2 separate regions of the Astyanax mexicanus genome follow, and region 1 is linked to region 2. A link is a contact called in public Hi-C data. All regions are on one chromosome and are shown on one strand. Each heading gives the region's core, a stretch centred on a gene start, on an enhancer-like site or on the middle of the called end of the contact. The rest is flanking DNA. Distances are from core to core; before and after follow the strand shown. Region 1 has its middle 84 kb from the start of bambia. Region 2 holds the start of bambia (BMP and activin membrane-bound inhibitor (Xenopus laevis) homolog a).

Region 1 (6,346 bases), core at 2,401-4,900, 84 kb before region 2:
TAAGCAACTGGGAAGTAGAAATTTGTGACTATAATATATGTATATATATATATATATATATATATATATATATATATATATATATATATATATTTATTTATTGTCAGTCCTATATACACTTACAATAATGCAAATATGACCAGCTAGACCTGGCCAGCATATAGTCAGACTCAGCAACACAAAACAGCAACTTGCTCTTATAGCCTTCAACACTGAAGCCAGTCAAAAAAAACCTGCAGACTAGGTCGGTATATCCCGTTTAACTAAAGATCAAACTGTGCAAAGTGATTGGTTTAGCCTCAACAGGGACTGAACAACAGTTTGTAAATGCTAAATTTAAATTTAGCCAACAACAATTATTTAGTTAGGCCAAAGTTTAAGAAAATTGAGGCAATTAGTTTACTATAGTTTACGGTGGAATTCAATATTTTTTGTCACATTAAATCACATTAGGGAGAATAATTTTATGTTTTTTTTTTTTTTTCTTTTACAGTGCATTACAGACCAAGCATAGAACCATGCCTACAATATCATATTCAATCTGAAGAGTTAAAGGAGTCAGCTAGCTTGCACATAAAGGAAAAAAATAAAAGCAGACTTGTACTTAATGTCTGTTGCATTTAAAAGACCTGTGAGAAATGGACTTTATGAAAATCTTAAGACAAATTGAGGCCTTTTTTACGATTTCCTTTTTAAGAAACTGTATAACAAAACAGTTCAACAATACTGAGCTCCCCTCTCTCATGTTCCTCCTTCTCAAACACACCTCCAGAGATTCTTCTCCGGTTGCCACCCGTTCAGCCTGACCCAGAATGCACCGCTGCGAGCCCTCGCGTCCCCTTTGGCACAGCACTCAGCTTTTGTCTGGCCATCAGACAGAATTAAGAGTTACAGGAGCTGCAAACTCAGGCTGACATGAGCTGATGAGCTCTGTTATGGGCCGGCAGGATGGGATGGGGGTGGGCTGGGGGGAAGGGGAGCAAGTTTAAAACGAGGGCAAAACAGAAACGATGCCCACAAGAGCCACGTGACCCCCCCCCCCCCCCCCGCCCCCCCCACTCCCATCCAGGACACCCCAAATCCAGCCCGTGTTTGCTGCACGGCTGCGGGGCGTTTGGCGGGCCTCTAATTACAGGTGAAATTGAAGCTGATGTGGTCTGATCTGATCTAACAAAATAAGCTAATCTCTTACTCTCTTGCTCCCGCGCTCTCTCGCTCTCGCGCTCTCTCGCTCCCGCTCTCACTGTACTGCTGCTACCATATGAAATAGGAACTCATTAAAGATGAAAGAAAAGAAACTGCTGCTCTTCCCACTGTCCCCGCTCAGACTGGAACAGGTTGGGGTCAAAGGGTGGCGTCTCTGACCGGTTATTAAATGGCCATCCCCACCCCCTGCTCAAATGCTCCGTGGCCCACAAGGTGTTGGATGTGAATGAGGGGAGAAGAGTGAAAAAAGGGTGTGTGAATAAGAGAGAGAGAGAGAGAGAAAGAAGGATAAAGCTGATGCGAGACGGACATTGTTCAGAAATAATTGCATTTACAGTACTAGGCAAAATTGTGAATACACCTTTTAATTTAGTGTTTTTAATTTTATAATTTTTGTCCTACATTATAAACACATTCTGAAAGAATTCTGAAATTCTGCACTTGCATTGCGTTTGAGAATACTTTTAAAGTTCTTAAAATTGAGTGACCATTTATTTAAATAATATTTTTCCCCTAGTCATAATCTGGATTAGAACATTACTCAAATAGGGCTATTCACTGTATTCCTGTAACTCTACCTCTTCACAACTTTACAACTGATGCTCTCAAACACATTAAGAGGCAAGAAATTCAAGTAATTAACTCTTGACGAGTTCAGCACAGCTGTTAACTGAAAGCTGATCATTCCAGGTGACTCTACCTCATAAAGATGACTGAGAAAATCCAGCCAAGATGTGCAAAACTATCTAAATCTAAAATATAAAACATATTCTGGTTTGTTTAAATAATTCCATGTTTTTCTTTGTATAGGTGAAGGACTTTAGTATTGGACTACAATTCAGAACATTTTAAAATAATGAAAAACCATAGAATTTAAGATGTGTCCAAACTTTTTAATGGGATCTTTATATATAGCCAGACACACACTCACAGAGATATATGTGTATAGTGATTAAACGATACAGGGCACAGGGCTAAAAGCAGTATACTTTAAAATATGCCCTATCAATTTACAAAGCACAGAATTGAAGACAGCATAAATTCCTCCAATGATTTGTAATTATTAATATTATTGATTAATTAATTTAAAGACTATTTTATGATATAATTAGTAAGTAAAACATCATTCATGTTGATGGGCTATATTTGCTAAGAAACCATAATGGGCAAACCTTACTGAAGTCATGTCCATATATGTATATTGTAAAGTAAGTTAAAAATTTTATGATTTTGTGTCAGGCCTAATAAAAACGAACTATTTGGGTTCCATAAAGAACCATGTTTTTGAAAGAAATACTGTACATGTGTGAAGAACCTTTAGCGAGTGTAAACAAACTGATGTAAAGTTTCTTTGGCAATTTGTTTTTCTTAAATAAACATAAACATAAATAAAGATATCATGATATCACTCAAAAAAATCATTCAACCCTTTACTATTTTTCAAGAGCGTACAAAAGAAGACAAATTAATAGATTAAAACATTGCCAAAACAAATAAAATCTACAACAATTGCGTTTGAAGCCAAAAGGTCTTTTGTTTAGGGAGTTTACTCTCTAAGTTATTCCACAATCCAGCACAGGTGACAGAAATTTGGATATAAAAAATACATTGTTTATTGGATCATTGATAGAGGCTTGGGCGACTCTGGTTCTTCTGCATAATTATTGAACTACATTATTTCAAAGCTGCATATAAAGCACATCATGTTTTTGGTTAATGGAACCAACTGGAACTTTTAACTGTGTCACATGATCTGCCTGTTCTGCTGTGTTGTGTTGGAAACGCCATAAAGAATAAAAGAATGTGAATTATGAAAAATGGGTAACATTTTATAATAAGTTTTATTAATATACCATTAACTAATCATTAATAACTGTTATTTTTCAAATTTCAAGAAACTAAAAAGTTGCTATCACATTTGTAAATACTAATGAACGCATTGGCAACATGAACTGCAATTGATAAACATTTACCTAGTTTAAAATTCGTAAATACTAACAAATATTCTGATGAACTAATGATTTGCTAACATTTTTAATATGAATATGCTGATAAATAAGTGTCATGTGTGAGTATTTGTTAATAATCAAATACTACTGCTTTGTTCACATCCACTGTCATACTATCATTAGTTAAAAAAATATATATTATTGAAATTTATTTTAAAGTGTCACCAAAATGTATAGTTCATGTATAGTTTTGTTTTTGAATAATATATATAAAAAAACTCAACAACATAGGTTCATTCGAATAAACATAAAAATATCTTGCATTCTGAAAGAATACAATATAATTACCCATAGCATGACACACATCAAACTATGCCATCAAACACACACACAGCCCACTATCCTCCGGCCCGTCTGTGTAACCTGAGCTGCTTTAGATGGCGTGTCATTCAACAGGCATCCCTCCATTCCAGCCCAACTCTACTTCTCATCCCGTCTTCCCTATATAACCTCTTCTTTCTCTATCTCTGCGTTATTCATAGACGAGTGCTCTATCTCTCCGTCGCTCTGCGTCTGCTCGAGGTCGGGATGAGATCACAGCATTTCGCCGCTTGTCTCTCTTCATGGGAAGCTAATCTCAACACCTCATCTCATTCCCACACATGGCCTCTGGTTCACGGGTCAGCTACCCCTCCTCAGGTGTACCTTCTCCTTATCAATTCACATTCTATCCGTATGCTTTCCTTTAATATGCATATGCATAAACCATAATCAGCTAATTATACTGAATTATCACATCGCTTTCAGTGTCTTTATACTGGATCAACATCATTATTCTTCCTGCTTCTCACTATTCCTTATATGTTTTAGAGTTTTAAAGTTACTAATTATATTCATCTTGGTGGTGTGGTGTTCTGCTTGTTACGTTTCTGGGGAAAGCTAGCTTTACTAACAGTGTTTTGTTATAAAGGAGAGTATGAATGTGTTTATTTGACAGCGTTCTCTATATTGTATGAAAGAGAAAGCGGTTTAGATGTTATCACAATTCTTTCGAAAACCTGTAAAACAGAAAGAACTATCAAGAGTTTCTATCTTGGGAAAAAAAATCCAGACCCCACGCAGTCAGAACACTGTTTAAATCGACTATTTAAATGCTATTTAAACAAAGATTTTCAATATGTGACAATTTATGTGAAATTTTGTTAATTTCAGAAAATAAACAAAACCTGAGGAAAACATGAAGAATAAACCCAAATTACACTACGGGCCCTATTTTAGCCATCTTTAGAAAATCTGTCAACCAAAGAAGGGTGTGTCAGTGTGTCTTTGCTATCATAACGACAGGAAAAGTACACCTTATGCAGCTTGAATAGTGCAAAAGGCATGTACTTATTCTCTCAATTAATCATGAGTGCGTTTTGGGCGTAACATGCAATAAACCAATCAGTGTGTCACTTGCCATTCTCTTTAAGAGACAGGGGCACCTTGTCACCGATTTTGGCGGATTGCTATTTTAGGGGTGCAGCTACATGGATGTGTCCAACGTTTCTCAGCAGGGGAAACTGACCTTCTTGTTCATGCTGTGAAGGTGTGAGAGCAGGTCATATAATATAATATAACAATAACTTTTTTTTTTAACAATATTTTTTGTTAATGTAGAATAATGTTATATTATAGTGTATTTTGATTATTATTGATGTAAAAGTTTGCATAGGAAAACAGTTTTGTCACATGTCCATTTTATCACTTGTAAATTCCCTCTAAGCATTCATATATACTATAATTTCTTTCTACTATGAATAATAGTTAATGTTTATTGTAGTTAAGAAACATCACATAAAAAAGAAACAAAAATCTGAATCAAAATCAAAATGCATTTCAAATACATTTTCATGGCACTGTATGTAACTGTAACTTCTCACAACTTTCTTAACAGCTTCATTAACAGCCAATGTTTCTTCTACAAGGACACAACCTTGGAGAAAACTCTCAAAAACACAACATCAATCAAATAAGACAGAATGCTGTCAGGTTTTGATTGCATTCAGCAGCAAATGCATTAGTGTGGTCAGGATTTTTGGCTAATCATCACCTCACCTCATTCCCAACTCCCTAACTCATCCCAAAATTACTGAATAGAGCACCATCTTTCCAGAGAACCTCACAGAACCATGCAGATTCTATTATATTTTATTCTATTCACACTAACACTGTGTCTCTACAGGAACATTTTAATTTCATTTCATTTTAAAGAATACACTCTTACCACTGTATCACAGCTCACCCAGGGTGCTTTATACCCCTCTAGTGCGAGGTTCATGTTCATCTGCTCCATGCAGACAGTTCTATTCTATTGTCCGTGTGTCTCTACAGGGAAACTTTGGAGTCAACTTCATAATAAATAGTATAAAAAGCTTTGAGTGGATAATATATTGAGGCTTTTACTAGAACTTTATTTCTTTGATTAAAAAAAAGTATTAAAGAAGTACTGGAAGAGAGTGAATGAGTGACTATGAGACAGAGAAGGAAAGAGAGAGAGAGAGAGAAAGAGAGAAAGGGAGGGAGAGAGAAAGGGAGGGAGACAGGAGCAGAAAAAAGAAAGGGTCAGGGAGAGTGTGTGTATGTTCAGTTCAGTGGACACGTCCTTTGGCCTCATTAGATGATTAACTCACTGCTCATTCAGCCATGTGAAACAGGACACACATAGGAAAGCTGAGGAGAGGAGGGAGTGTGTGTGTGTGTGTGTTTGTGTTTGTGTGTGTTTCTTAGTATGTATGTGTGTGTTTAAATAAGTTGGTAAGTAATTATAATGCCCACACATCCTTTAAAAAGACAAATGCTTTATAACGTGAAGAAAATAGTGAATTTGAGTAAAAGAAGAGATAAAAAAACAGCCTAAAACAAGAGAGAGAGAATGAGAGAAAGAGAGAGAGGGGGAGAGAGAGAATGAGAGGATTACCAGCACTCGTTTCTCGCTCTCTGTGTTGAGCTCTTTTCCTTCTGCTGTGCTGAAAGAATGTGACAGTGCTGACTGTAACTGCTTGCTAATTATGGCTGTTGTGTCACTATGCTTTTTGCACAATTCGCTGATTGTTGTGTGAGAACATTAGCCAGGCGAACACAAGCTTTTCTCTCTCTCTCTATCTCTCTCTCTCACTTTCCCTCCACCAATTATTCATATTCACTCCGCT
Region 2 (5,520 bases), core at 1,114-3,613:
AGTATTAATTTCTCACCAATGCAAGTAGAATATACAAAGCAAACTGACTTTAATCTCTACTCAGATGTACTGTACATATAACTGAACTGTTTGCAATGCCATAAATATATCATTTTAAAAATATAAACATATTTTTTCACCTAAAGACTTCCGATATAATAAATGTGTCACAGCTTTAAGGAGCTTTTCCCAGCAAAGAGGTCTTTTATTCTGCACTATAAAACAGGAATTAAGCAGTTTATAATCAGCGGTTTGTGTGCCAAAGTCAATTTCTTTCAACCCAAATGGAAACTCTTAAAAGTGTGGGGGAGCTCAGGACTTCTGAAGTTGGCATGCAAGCTTACTTAGGTTTAGAAGTGGTTAATATAATTCAGGAGCAAAATACTTCTGATGTAAAGTATGTTTAAGAGAATACACATAGTCTTGAAACATAAAGAGTTTAAAAAGTAATCTTCTTCTACTCTGTAATAAAGTGTATATTGAATGGGGAAATGTTAGTGTATAGCTGTGGTCTCATCAAACTTCCTAACATGTTGGCCCATCACTTAATACATAAAGACAAATCACTTGTTGTACATGTAGATGTTAATTAAATGTGTTTTTTAAGTTACTGACCTTATATTAAAGTTGACTAGAACCGAGAGAGCTGGGTCTTAATAAATAAATCAACACCATTTACAGAACTGACCTCTTAGCTTACCTAGCAATTTAGTTAATAAGTTTGCTTAAGTAGCTAATGTTTATCTTGCCATTCTTCACATTTTCTTCAAATGTAGCTAATTTAAAAAGGTACAAACATGTAGAAAATGAATAAAATGTATGTAGAAAGCATCTAGTTAGTAGTATAGCCTACATACACTTTCACTAGGAAGACTAACCTAAAATAAAAGCCCTCCTGCTGCTTAAAAACAAATCATGTTTTATGATTAAGCACTTAAACATACTTTATATTTACATGTAGTTCTTTTTCTACAGAACGTATATATGCTCATATATGCTATAACTGCATATATAACCTGCTACCTCACACTACATGTTCACCACAATGAACAGACACAATGTCAGATTTTTACTGTTATGATATATTGCTTTACTAATGTAAATGATTTGCCATTTCTGTACAATGTTCTACTGCAATATGTGTATGTCTTTCTAAGATTGAAAAAGGTAACCTATCCAGTAGGGGTGGGCAATATTATATTGTATACAATATATTGTGACACAGAAATATCGTGATATTAAAAATCCATATCGTGATAATAGAGATGTCCTGTCTTAAAAGTAGTATATTATTTACTGTGAAGCTTTAGGTGTATTTATTGTATAATTGTTTTAGTTTGCAGTTTATATGCATGCACTAAATATTCTGCAATATTTGTTGCTGCATTATATTATTTTATGCTATATTATTTATTTTGCCACATTATGATTATGCTGTTAATATTCTCTTATACTATATTCCTGAAATTAATTAATTATTTTTCTGTTTTCCTATATCGGCAAGTAATATATCGTTATGGCAAAAATACCCTGAAATATCGTGATATTATTTTAGAGCCATATCGCCCACCCCTATTATCCAGTTAATGTTTTTTTACATTTTTAAATTAATTTTAATCCACTTTACTCTCTACACCAGTGAACCCAATCCTTTATGTTCTGTTTTAGACCCTTTAACTACATCTCTTGCATTGTTTACTACCTTAACTTGTGGTTTAACCATATTTGCCTTTTTTGTCCACAAACTGTAACTTTTAATCCCCTTCTTATGTTACTAAGAGTGTGTTCTGGTGTATGTAGCTAGGTTTGCTAGCTAGGCTGCCTACCTTTAGTGAGGAGAATGGCCATGGCACACAGCTCCAGCTGAAACCAAAGCGAAACCAGGCTGGAATGGCGATCCATTGAGCAACGGCGACTCTTCCCAGCCCTTCAAGCCCGCGGCAAGACCCTCCAAATCGGTTTGTGGTGAAGACCTGCTCTTTACATGTGCCTTAAAGCCCACATATCACTGCATTCCCTTAGATCCGCGGCTCACATAGCGTCCAAACGGAGACCGCACACTCAGAAGAGCTCCTCCAGCAGCGGCTCTCTCCGCGGATCCATACAGTACAGCAGAGCGGAGCAGATCAGTCCAGTTCTTTAGCGAAGAAATACGACTATATTCGGAAACCACGCCACAACGACGCAAAACTAGTCCGTAACACGTAACGGCAGAAACTTTCACAACGTTAAAGAACGTTTCTGAACACTTAAACAACGGGAAAAGCACGAAAAAGACGATATTTAATCCAAGAGCGACCTCGGCTCCACAGTACAGCTCACAGTACGGCTCTGAATAGTCAAATCCAGCAGCGCCAGGCCACAGTTATGAGGCTCCGCGTAGCCACGCCCCCGTGGGCGCTGATTGGACGCGCGTGTTGCTTTCTTTGCATACTCTTTACAATGTAAAACCACGGCTCTGAACCAACTCTGATGAGACTCCGCGTCGCCACGCCCACTCGTAACGCTGATTGGACGAACCTCGGAACCTTATTTACATACGTAAAAGTTCGTTGGCGTTCAGGTTAGACTTGGTTATAGATTATGAGACCAGACGGTGGAAATAGTAAAATTAATACAAATTAAATTTAATATATATGAATATTACTTTACAACCATCCGGTAATTTATATATGTTATATATTATGTATTTTTTAACTGTTAAAACATAAAGGTGAAGGTAACATGTAAGCTTAATTATTAATTAGATTTTTAGATTTATTATTTTTTTTATGTTTTGTAGCTAGGTAAATTATAGTCGTTAGCTAACTAAACATATATGAATGTAGCTTAACTATCTAAAATCCTGCTTGAAAGGTAGGTAGGTGGGTAGTTTTAGCTTTAAATCAGTTAAATATGATAAGTTAAGAAAGTAATCATTCTTTAAATTAATTATATAAAGTACATAAATATTTTTTTCTGGCTACTGAAGTCTCGAAAGGTCGCGGAAAAACGGATGTACGGACTGGGACGAAGCGGTTAGATAAATTAGCAATCCAAAGAGACACATGGCGCCAGAGAGACGACACACACAGACAGGGCCACTCAATTACCCCCAAGACAATCCCATGCAAAACACACACACACACACGGCTCCGATCGATATCTCCACAGCCCGAGCAGTCTGTTCATATGTTTATCATTCAGTTAGGACAGGACGAGTCCTACTGTTTGAAGCTGAGGGACAACATCGGTGCCAACAGCAGACAGCTGAAGTTAAACTATTACAACCTTACAAAAAAAAAAAAAAAAAAAAAAAATATATATATATATATATATATATATATATATATATATATATATATATATATATATATATATATATATATTTTTTTTTTTTTTTTTTTTTTTAAATATAAAGGAAAAGGTGGCAACTCTCTAAATGTCAACTTTACAGGGTTCATATAAGACTAGTAGTATAATTAAGATGATACATTATCTATACATAAATTATCATATATTGTATTAAAACTATTTAAAAAAAATAATAATATTATTTTATTAAGCATAAAATATAAAGAAAAAAGTGACAATACATGCAGTAATAAGAATACTCCACACTCATGTTATAAATATTGTTAAATTTTTAATTAAGACATGGCTTTACTAATATATAATAATTAAGATAATAGTAACTATTATATATTTAAGCATTAAAATAGCAGTACAAAAATGGGGAAACCAGGGTGACAAATACTTAAGTCAAGTAAAAATCATAGAACTAAAAAAATCAGACTAATTTAGCCGGTGAATTTTCACGCTTATTTTGAGTTAAAATGACTTAAAATAAACAAAACTGATCAAGATTCTTTAAAAAGCTACATAATCTTATAATGCTTAGTAAGGCATAAATATTTCTCCTATAAGGGAGAAAAATAAGATGTACTGCTTTGAAATGAGATGATTTCACATGCCAAATTTTAGTTGTTTGCAGTGTACTGCTTGTATTAAGCCATTTTTACAAAGCAACTTCACACAGATGCAGGTGCCCTAAGCCCTCAGTTAGCAACCCAGAGACTACAGTGGCACAAAAAAATCTCCCTCAGAACAAGAAAAAGAAACCTGGAGAGGAAGACCCATGTGTCTACTATCTCTTAATGAAGACATAGGGCTCATGAAGTGGTAAATAAAATGCAGAATTGTTTAAACAAATACATAAAATGTGCAGTCCAGACTGACAAATACTTAAAACAAGCAAAATTTGGACACATGAATCAGACTAACTTGACTTTTTAACGTGACTTTTTGTGCTTATTTTGACATTAAATTACTTAAAATAAGCTAAATTCTAAGCAAGACTGATAAGAACAAGCAAAATAATAATACACTTACAATGCTTAGTAAGACAAAAATTCATATCAGTGTAGTGCTTGTAATAAGTTTTTTTTTTTTTTTTTTTTACAAAGCAGCTACACACAGATACAGGTGCAAGCCCTAAGCACTAATTAAGCAACTCAGAGACTACAGTGGCAAAAAATCTCTCTCAGAACAAGAGAATTAAACAAAGTTTCCCCTATATTTAAATACAGTATATTAAAGTACTCTACATGCCTTACCTTTTTTAAACAGATACATAAAAACACACATGCAGGCCAGTTTAACAGTAAGTTAACAGTGAGTTTGTGAGATGATGATGTTGAGAAATAGATATAATCACTGGTGGCTGCTGATAGCTGCTGCTGCTGGTGCTGCTGCTGCTGGTGGAGAGCAGCTGTTAAAAAGGCACACACAGACAGAGAGGCGCTCAGGCCTCATTGCCCTTTGCCTGCTGATAGACGGCCATCGGTTCAGGGTCAGAGGGGGGAAAGGAGGGACACACACACATAGAGGGAGAAAACTGACTGGATCGACAGCAATTGTTGTAATTGTTGGTAATTTGGCTGAGGCGCCAATCTATTCAGTCTCTGAACTCAATGGCAACAGGCGCTGCCCACACCTTTAATTACTAGCCTTCACACGTTTTGGGAAAAGGAGCAAGACCAAAGAGAGCAGGGAAATTATGAATAACCCAAAAAAGCTGGAATTACCCAACTCAGAACACAGGAAAACAGAGAGAAAACAGCTAAAATTATTGACCTGTTTCATGAAGTCTTGTTTATATCTTCCCCTCTCAGTCACTGCAGGCCTGTAATGTGAGTGTCATCCAGTTAAACGTTGTAATAAAAGCAGGAAAACGCTTTATTTCTGCTCTGTAATTCACGCCGTCCTCATGGAACAAGCATGCGCCTAGATACACCTACACAGTCTATGCTCGTGCTGCTGCGGTGGAGCTACATGCTGAGAGTGAGTGAGTGAGTGAGTGAGTGCTGCTCCCTAGTGTTTAGCATCAGAACGGCACATTTTAAAACCCAGCTTTTACACAAGTTTGGTTTATTTTATAAGTGAAAAAAACAAAACTGACTAAAATGTAATAAATACATGTTGTATATTGAAGAAAATTAAAGGTAATTAAAATACAAACATCATAATATAAAACACAAC

The links. A called contact is a pair of places that touch in the nucleus more often than the background predicts.
Region 1: a Hi-C map of muscle shows a contact between it and region 2, with 9 times the contacts expected there. The contact joins the enhancer-like site here to the promoter of bambia in region 2. A contact is called at or near these places in 2 of 3 Hi-C or Micro-C datasets (blood and muscle).

Annotation. Positions count from the first base shown.
Region 1 is chr15:35,156,770-35,163,115 of AstMex3_surface, reverse strand. No RefSeq gene overlaps it. Among protein-coding and RNA genes, the nearest start is that of bambia, 84 kb to the right of the region's middle. Within about 2 kb of position 3,650, the one cell type or tissue checked has an H3K27ac peak away from gene starts, as active enhancers do.
Region 2 is chr15:35,072,567-35,078,086 of AstMex3_surface, reverse strand. It overlaps bambia (BMP and activin membrane-bound inhibitor (Xenopus laevis) homolog a), which reads right to left and starts at 2,363. Exons shown (of 3, transcript XM_007259650.4): 1 at 1,827-2,363. The coding sequence starts at 1,902.